Linked DNA regions of Mus musculus: region 2 is linked to region 1. A link is a contact called in public promoter capture Hi-C data. All regions are on one chromosome and are shown on one strand. Each heading gives the region's core, a stretch centred on a gene start, on an enhancer-like site or on the middle of the called end of the contact. The rest is flanking DNA. Distances are from core to core; before and after follow the strand shown.

Region 1 (3,616 bases), core at 305-2,804:
AGATCTCTGAGTTTGAAACCAACTTGCTTTACAGAGCAAACTCCAGGACAACCAGGGCTACACATAGAGAAACCCTGTCTCAAAAAAAAAAATCAATAAAATAATAATAGTAATAAAGTTATGCATGAGCCAAATAGACACCAACGAGCATGCCCCCATATGATGGCTAGTTTTGGTGGTCAACTGAATATTTGAAATTAACTGGGACCCAAACTGCTGGGCACACTTGTGAGGAAGTTTAAAAAAAATTATTTATTTATTTATTATATGCAAGTACACTGTAGCTGTCTTCAGAGGCACCAGTAGAGGGCATCAAACCCCATTACAGATGGTTGTGAGCCACCATGTGGTTGCTGGAATTTGAACTCAGGACTTTGGGAAGAGCTGTCAGTGCTCTTAACCGCTGAGCCATCTCTCCAGCCCTGTGAGGGATTTTCTTAATCAGATTATTTGAAGGAGGAAGAGCCATCCTAAATCACCTTCTGGTGGCAGCCCAGATAAAAGAAATGGAAAAAGAAACCATGATTTGTGCCTGCTGGACCTCACCCTCACCGGCAAAACCATTTATTTTATGGCATTGCTGAAGTTTTCCTTTCAGTATTCAAATCAATTTCTTTAGGATTCCAACAGAGACTGAAGCTCGGCGGCTCTTTAGGAATGGCCCAGGACTACAGCACCAGATCAGAACTGCTGAGACAACCAGCCTCGTGGACGGAACAGTACCAAATTCTCCTTGCCATTTCTGTCATAAGACAGCTATTATTGAACTACGCAGATCACAGCCTGTAAGCCGGTCTAATAAAATCTCCTCTATTCCATACTCATTCAATCAGTTCTGTTCCTTTAGAGATCCCTTAATAAACTCAGGAACACAGATTTTTCTCCCTGAATAACTTGCTCCACCATGAAGACCGATTTATGAAGTTCTGATAATTACAGGACAAAGGAAAGTCAAACCCAAAGAAGTCGTCAAACACATTGGCGGGAATGTCATGTAGGTAGGTTGCAGTGACGCAGGAGAATCTGTTCCTTGTCTCGATTCTATCTGAAGATATTCTTAGCCTCCAGGCGATGGAAAGCAAGTGGTCAGCAGAGCCACGCGTCCTAAGTTTTACGCGATAGTGTCAGGACCAAGGCAACTTACAGGCAGAGCCCAGGACTCGCTGCATGCGAGCGAGTTTGAACAGATCCCCCAAAACTCGCAGGTGCACACACAAGGAATATTAGCTTGAGAATGACAAGCTAATATTCCCTCCTGGCCCCTGTTAAAGCCACACATGCACCCAGAGGTGTCTATGAAGCGGATTCTAGGACTTGTGGGTAATAAATACAGTGCGTGGCTCATCGGAGGTGCTCACTTGTTCGTTGAGAGGATCAATTCAAGCTTCTCAACACTTTTGTGAAATAGGATGGAAATTTCATAGCTTAGGCGCCACGACCATGCATATTGGCCCTCAGCTCTGCAGGTGGCGCTGGAGGACTCGGTTAGATGATCTGGGGGCGGGACTTCCTGTTTCTCGGGCGAACTTCCGGCCTGATCCGGAAAACAGTTTAGTCTGCTCCAACAGTTGTGGGTGGCGGCGTTGAGGTTCGGCACTCTGGCTCCTTTGCGGCCCCGGGGTCAGGTGAGGCTGTTGCGGGAATGCTGAGAGCACGTGGCAGACCACGTGGCTATAGAGACTGGTCGATTACAGCGCTGAGGCTCGTCCTAGATGCTGGCCACGAGGGAGGGCGGTCCGGGAACACTTGTGGTTACTACACACCGGTTTTCAGTTCAGACTCTAAATTCAGCGCCTTCACGTCTTGTCCAGCGGGTACTAGTGCTCTGCTGGTGCTCTTATTGCGGATGTTAGATTTAATTTTTACTAAAAATGAGGGCTGACTTGACAGTTACTGCTTCTAAAGAGTTCCTGCATTTATTCAGCCCACGGGCATTTTCGGAGAAGCCTGTGTTTGGCAGTGGGGAAGCAGGAATAGTACGCAGCCCATGTCCACAGAGGGGTGGAAGAAAGTCAGCCTGCTACTGTCATGCGCAGCGCGTTGATGAACGCTCAGCCTTCATCGGCATCACTTGGTCCTCCACACTCTCCCCTTTGTATATTCTGTGGTTGCTTATCTCTTTGGCACTTTACCTGCCACGAGGCCTTTTGCGATCACTTTCTCCCCAGCCCCTCTTCCAAGGTGTGAGCAGAGATATCTGTCTGGCTGCCCTCAAGAGAGTGAGCAGTCCTTGGGCAGCCCTGCTGACGCGCTGGCATTAGGCATAGTCTGGTCTTTATCTGCTACCTTGTAGTGGTCTCCCCTACTGTGTTCTGAGAACCCTGGTGCACTGTTGAGACTCCTAATGAAGGCGTGTGTAACGTTAGATACATTCTCTCCAGGATGGACTTCCCTGGCACCCTGCGCCCTTCATTGTTTAAGGCCGGTCCACTTGGCATGACTGATGGCCCTGACCTGTCCTTCATGTGCAGCTGGAGAGATGCACTGACCCTGCCAGGGTCCCAGCCACAGAACTGCAAGGTGAGGATGGAAATAGGGTCCTTTCCTTGGTCTGTTCCTCCTCCTTGCTCACTTATTGGGAAAAGAGGTCTAGGCAGCTGCTACTTGAGCTGCGCACCGGTTGCCCTGCTGTCCAGACAGTGTCTCTCAACAGAGGCTGTGGCTCCTCTTTCCTCGCTCCCTCTCCCTGGGTTCAGCAGGTGTTTATGTGTTGGGGTCCTTACAGGCCCAGGAGCCCAGCATGAGGAAGTCAGGCAACCCCACCTAAGGGACTTCCAGTTATGGTGAGAGACTGTACACCAACGGGCAGACCTTTTATAGTGTGGCCTTGACTTGCCTGAATTAGTGGAATGCCAGGGGCAGGATTTCTGCTCTTGGGAGGTCCATCTCTAGCAGCCTTGTATTGAGTACATTGAGGAGAGCATGTCAAAGAGAGGGTGTTGGGGGAGGGGAGTTCTTGGTCCTTGGGACAAGGGTGCCCACTGAATGGCAGGACTCAGAGGAGATAGCTGAGGAAGTTGGAGCTCATTGGGTTGTGGGTAGGCAGTCATGACTTAGGCGCTTCCTTTGAAAGCTGCTGTGAATGAAGTTTAGAATTCAGTTCAGACTCTGGAGTCGGTTGCCTGGGTTCAAGTCCATGCCTGTTTGTTGCTTCTGTCACCTAGGGCGGCAGCCTCATGCTTCAGGGTTCCTCATTAGCGAAGTGACCACCTTTTCACATTTGTCCCGAGGACTGAGTTAGTTAATTGGCAGGGATTGCACACCTGTCATGTTATTGCTGCCCCGTTTCCCTAGGATCCGACCTTGTCCTTTGCCAAGAACCTACTGTGGGAGCCATCGACGCCAGGACCCCTCCCCCTCCTGATGCCTCCTGATCCTGGTAAGAGTCTCTCTCCTTTTGGGCCCCCTCCAAGGACCTCAGCCATCACACGCACAAGGGGAACCTCAGACCTCCAGGGGTATCCTGTCCCCATTCCTTCTCAGGTTCTTCTCTGATCTCCTTCTCCCCTTAGATCCCTGGGACCCTGGTGTGACAGCTCAGGACTTCCTTTTCCGGGGAGGTCACTGCTACCAGTACCAGTCTCAGGCTGTGCTGGATGTCACTGAGCAGGTAAGT
Region 2 (3,616 bases), core at 337-2,836, 330 kb before region 1:
GAAGGTAAACCACCCCAGGAATGCACACAGCTTCCCTGCCAAAGCTTCACATCAGTGTGGTTAGAAGTAGAAACTTCCCTTGTAATGTGCAGAGGTGGGGTCTCTGGGAAGTAGAAAAGGTGAGTAGGCAGAGCCTCCACTCGTGAACAAGAGGACCGAGACAGAGAGGATAATCCCCTGGGACTATTCGGTCGGAGGTCTGATCAACACAAGCTACCAACATTCCCACCATCAGACTTTGTAAGGCAGACAGCTAAGCAGCTCTTCTCAAAACCATCAGCCGACCTCCAGCAAGACTTGTTAATGGCACCAGCAACGAGCACAGTGAGGTGCTGTGATGGGCAGAGACAGTGAACAGTGCTGAGCAAGGGCTCCCAACACTCCTGCTCCCGGGACCTCAGGAGGGGGCTTCTGAGACAGCAGAATAGGACGTCAGGCTAACGGTTTCCATCACTGGGGCAATATGACAATTTCATTTAAACTTCTTTAAAATTTTCATTCATCAGCCACGTGTGGTGGCACATGCCTTTAATCCCAGCACTCGGGAGGTAGAGGCAGGCGAATTTCTGAGTTCAAGGCCAGCCTGGTCTACAAAGTGAGTTCCAGGACAGCCAGGGCTACACAGAGAAACCCTGTCTCGAAATAAATAAATAAATAAATAAATAAATAAATAAATAAATAAATAAGGATCCTGGGGACTGAAGCCAAGTCATGAGGCTTGGCAGGAAGGACCTTTACCCACTGGGCCACCTCTCCAGCCTTACTATCATTGTATATTGAGTCTATTTAGGGCATTTTTCTTTAGGGTCTGGTGAGATGGCTCAGCAGATAAAAAGGTTACTGAACAAGTCCAGCAACCTGAGTTTAATTCCTGCAAGTGACTCCACAAAGCAGTTCTATTTGGTCTCCCATCGAACCAGGCCCCATACACACGAGGCCCACCTGCAGCTGCTTCCTGAGAGCTGGGATAAGTGTGTGCCTGCACCACCACCTCCAGCACACACTATTACCTACTTTGGCTGCCAGATTGCTACCATCCCAGGGACCCGCCCAGTAGGAGAAAAATCAACAAGCTGTCCTCTATTCCCACACATACTCAGACACGTACACACACACAAATGAATGTAAAAATACTTAACAGGGCCAGGCAATGCTGGCCTTTAATCCCAGCACCTGGGAGGCAGAGGCAGGCGGATTTCTGAGTTCAAGGCCAGCCTGGTCTACAGAGTGAGTTCCAGGACAGCCAGGGCTACAGAGAAACCCTGTCTCAAAAAACCAAAACCAAAACAAAAAAACCAAAACCAGCTTAACAGGGCAGGTGGGGTTGGGAGGGAGAAATGACTGGAATTGGGCTGAGGTGGAAATCTAGTGCAGTGGGAACCCCATGGAACCTGGCGAAGACTCCATGATGGGGAACATGGATCGTGAACCGGCCATCTTATATAACCAGACAAGGCCAGGAGTGGAGTGATCGGGACACCAACCCAGCCATAAAACCTTTGACCTACAGTTTGTCCTGCCTGCAGACTCTGGGGCCAGTGCTTAACAGAATTGTCATTAAAAAGACCAAGAGACTTTGCCCCACAACTGATGGGAGCAGATGCAGAGCCCCACAGCCAAACACTGAGCAGAGCTTGGGAGTCCTTCAGGGGCAGGAGGAAAGCCTGGAGGAGCCAAAGGGGCTGGGGATACACTAGGAGAACAAGGCCCACAGAATCAACTGACTGGGCCTCACGGGGCCTCACAGAGGTCACGAGTCTCTCAGGGTCTGACTCTGTATATATGCTATGGAGAGTAGCTTGGTCTTCTTGTAGGAATCCTGACAATGGGGAATGAGGGGCTGACCCTGACTCTTGCCTTCTCTTCTTCCTGGGTTGCCTTGATGTGATGCTATGTGTCTGATCTTAATGTAGCTTTGTTATGCCGCGTAAGCCTGATGTTCCTAGGCCTGTTCTTTTGGAGGGTAGGCAGGGGGGGCAGGAGATAGGTCAAGGCGGACACTGCAATTGGGATGTGGATAAGAGAGAAGAATGTGAAACTGTGACAGGTATGTGATGCACGCCTGCAGCCTCAGTACTCGGGAAGTGGAGTCAGGAGGATTGTTGAGTGTGAGGCCAGCTTGCACCGTAGAGTACAACTGTGGAATGGCTGCCTTGGCAAAAACATGATTACTTTTGCTCTCTGGTGTGTAGCATCCTTCACCCAATAAACTACAGCTTCACTGAGAATTTCCCTTGTGCCAACAGATACAGCAAGCACCATGAGCAGAACTATCCAAGTGGATCACTTTCTCCAGTTAGTTATACAGCTGCTCAGAATACAAAAGGACTGGACCGACCCAGCGTCTCTACCTGGAACCCCAGCAGTCAAGAGGCAGAGGCAGGAATTCACTATGAATTCAGTTTGAGATACATAGTTAGGTTTCAGGGGCAGCCTGCACCGGGTAATGTTTCCAGCTGCCTCCTCTACTCAGTCAGAAGGCCTCATCTTACAGGGGTACCATGGTCAGTTCACCTCAGCCTGTAACTCCTCTAACTCTAGCTCCAGGGGATCTGACAGCTATGGCTTCTGGGGACACTGCACACACACACACACAATTAAATTCCAGGGTAAAGCTGGTTGTAGTGGTGCACTTTAATCCCACTACTTGGGAGGCAGAGACGGTGAGTCTCTATGAGTTCAAGGCCAACCTGATCTACTTAAGTTCTGAGTCACAGCCCTGAGTCCTTGCCATAAATGAATGAATGAATGAATGGATGGATAAATGGTGGGAAAGGGATCTATGGGAATGTGAAACACCACCAGGGACTCCCTCAGGAACCCACTTCGCCAACCAGGAAGCCCCTAGAAATAAGCACACAAATATAGTGTTGCCAATTAACCACAATGTGTGTGATGGACCATGCTGAGCCGTTAAAGTCAGAAAACGGGCTGGAGAGGCGGCTCAATACCGCCTGCTCTTACAGAGGGCCCGGAGTTCAGTTACCAGCATCCACAACACGGCTCGCGAGCATCCGTAATCCCAGCTCCAGGGTATCTCCTGTAACCTCCATGGACACCAGGCATGCAAGACACATATATATCGAGCAAAACACATAATCACTAAAGAAATGAACAAATAATAACAAAAACAAAGCAGCAATGTCTTAGCACGGAGAACTCAGCATCCTTTTCAGGCGAGCTGCAAAGGGATGTCTGGAGGCACACACAGCACTCAACCCTTCCTGTGGACAGAGCGCTACCCACCCAGCAGTGCAGCCTCAGGGAAGGCAGGCGTGAAGAAGAAAGCAACAGGGGCTTGGCCTGTATGTGAGGGTATACTTACTTCTTTGCTGAGACTTACAAGAGCCAGCGAGCGGGCCCAGCACACTCCTAGGATAATCTCTACTCGTTTTGAGTTAGAACTCTCAACTAAAGTGAAAGTGAACCGTCAATCACCTCGACAAATATGTACGTGACAACAATTTTTCTTACCTCAACAGAAGAGCGGGGAGTCACAAAAAACTGATTGAATTCATCAGGGCTGAAATCGCCAAAGATATACTGAAACAATAAAATAAGAACACTTGATTACCTACAACATACACATGACTTATTTTGTAAAAGCCACATATTT

What was found. Promoter capture Hi-C pulls out the DNA fragments that hold promoters and counts their contacts.
Region 2: a promoter capture Hi-C map of liver shows a contact between it and region 1, with 2.3 times the contacts expected there. The contact joins the enhancer-like site here to the promoter of Taf1c in region 1. A contact is called at or near these places in 5 of 39 promoter capture datasets (HPC-7-derived erythroid cells, hippocampal neurons, liver and 1 more), 1 of 115 datasets of contacts at active chromatin or transcription factors (microglia) and 2 of 9 other capture datasets (adipose tissue and liver).

What each region holds. Positions count from the first base shown.
Region 1 is chr8:119,603,144-119,606,759 of GRCm38.p6, reverse strand. Taf1c (TATA-box binding protein associated factor, RNA polymerase I, C) reads left to right here and starts at 1,554. Exons shown (of 15, transcript NM_021441.3): 1 at 1,554-1,625; 2 at 2,382-2,520; 3 at 3,295-3,379; 4 at 3,513-3,610. The coding sequence starts at 2,383.
Region 2 is chr8:119,931,776-119,935,391 of GRCm38.p6, reverse strand. It overlaps Usp10 (ubiquitin specific peptidase 10), which reads right to left. Exons shown (of 14, transcript NM_009462.2): 2 at 3,475-3,543. Among named protein-coding and RNA genes, the nearest start is that of Usp10, 23 kb to the right of the region's middle. Within about 2 kb of position 1,586, at least 6 of the 459 cell types and tissues checked have an H3K27ac peak or open chromatin away from gene starts, as enhancers often do. A contact at or near this core is called in liver, where this site is marked.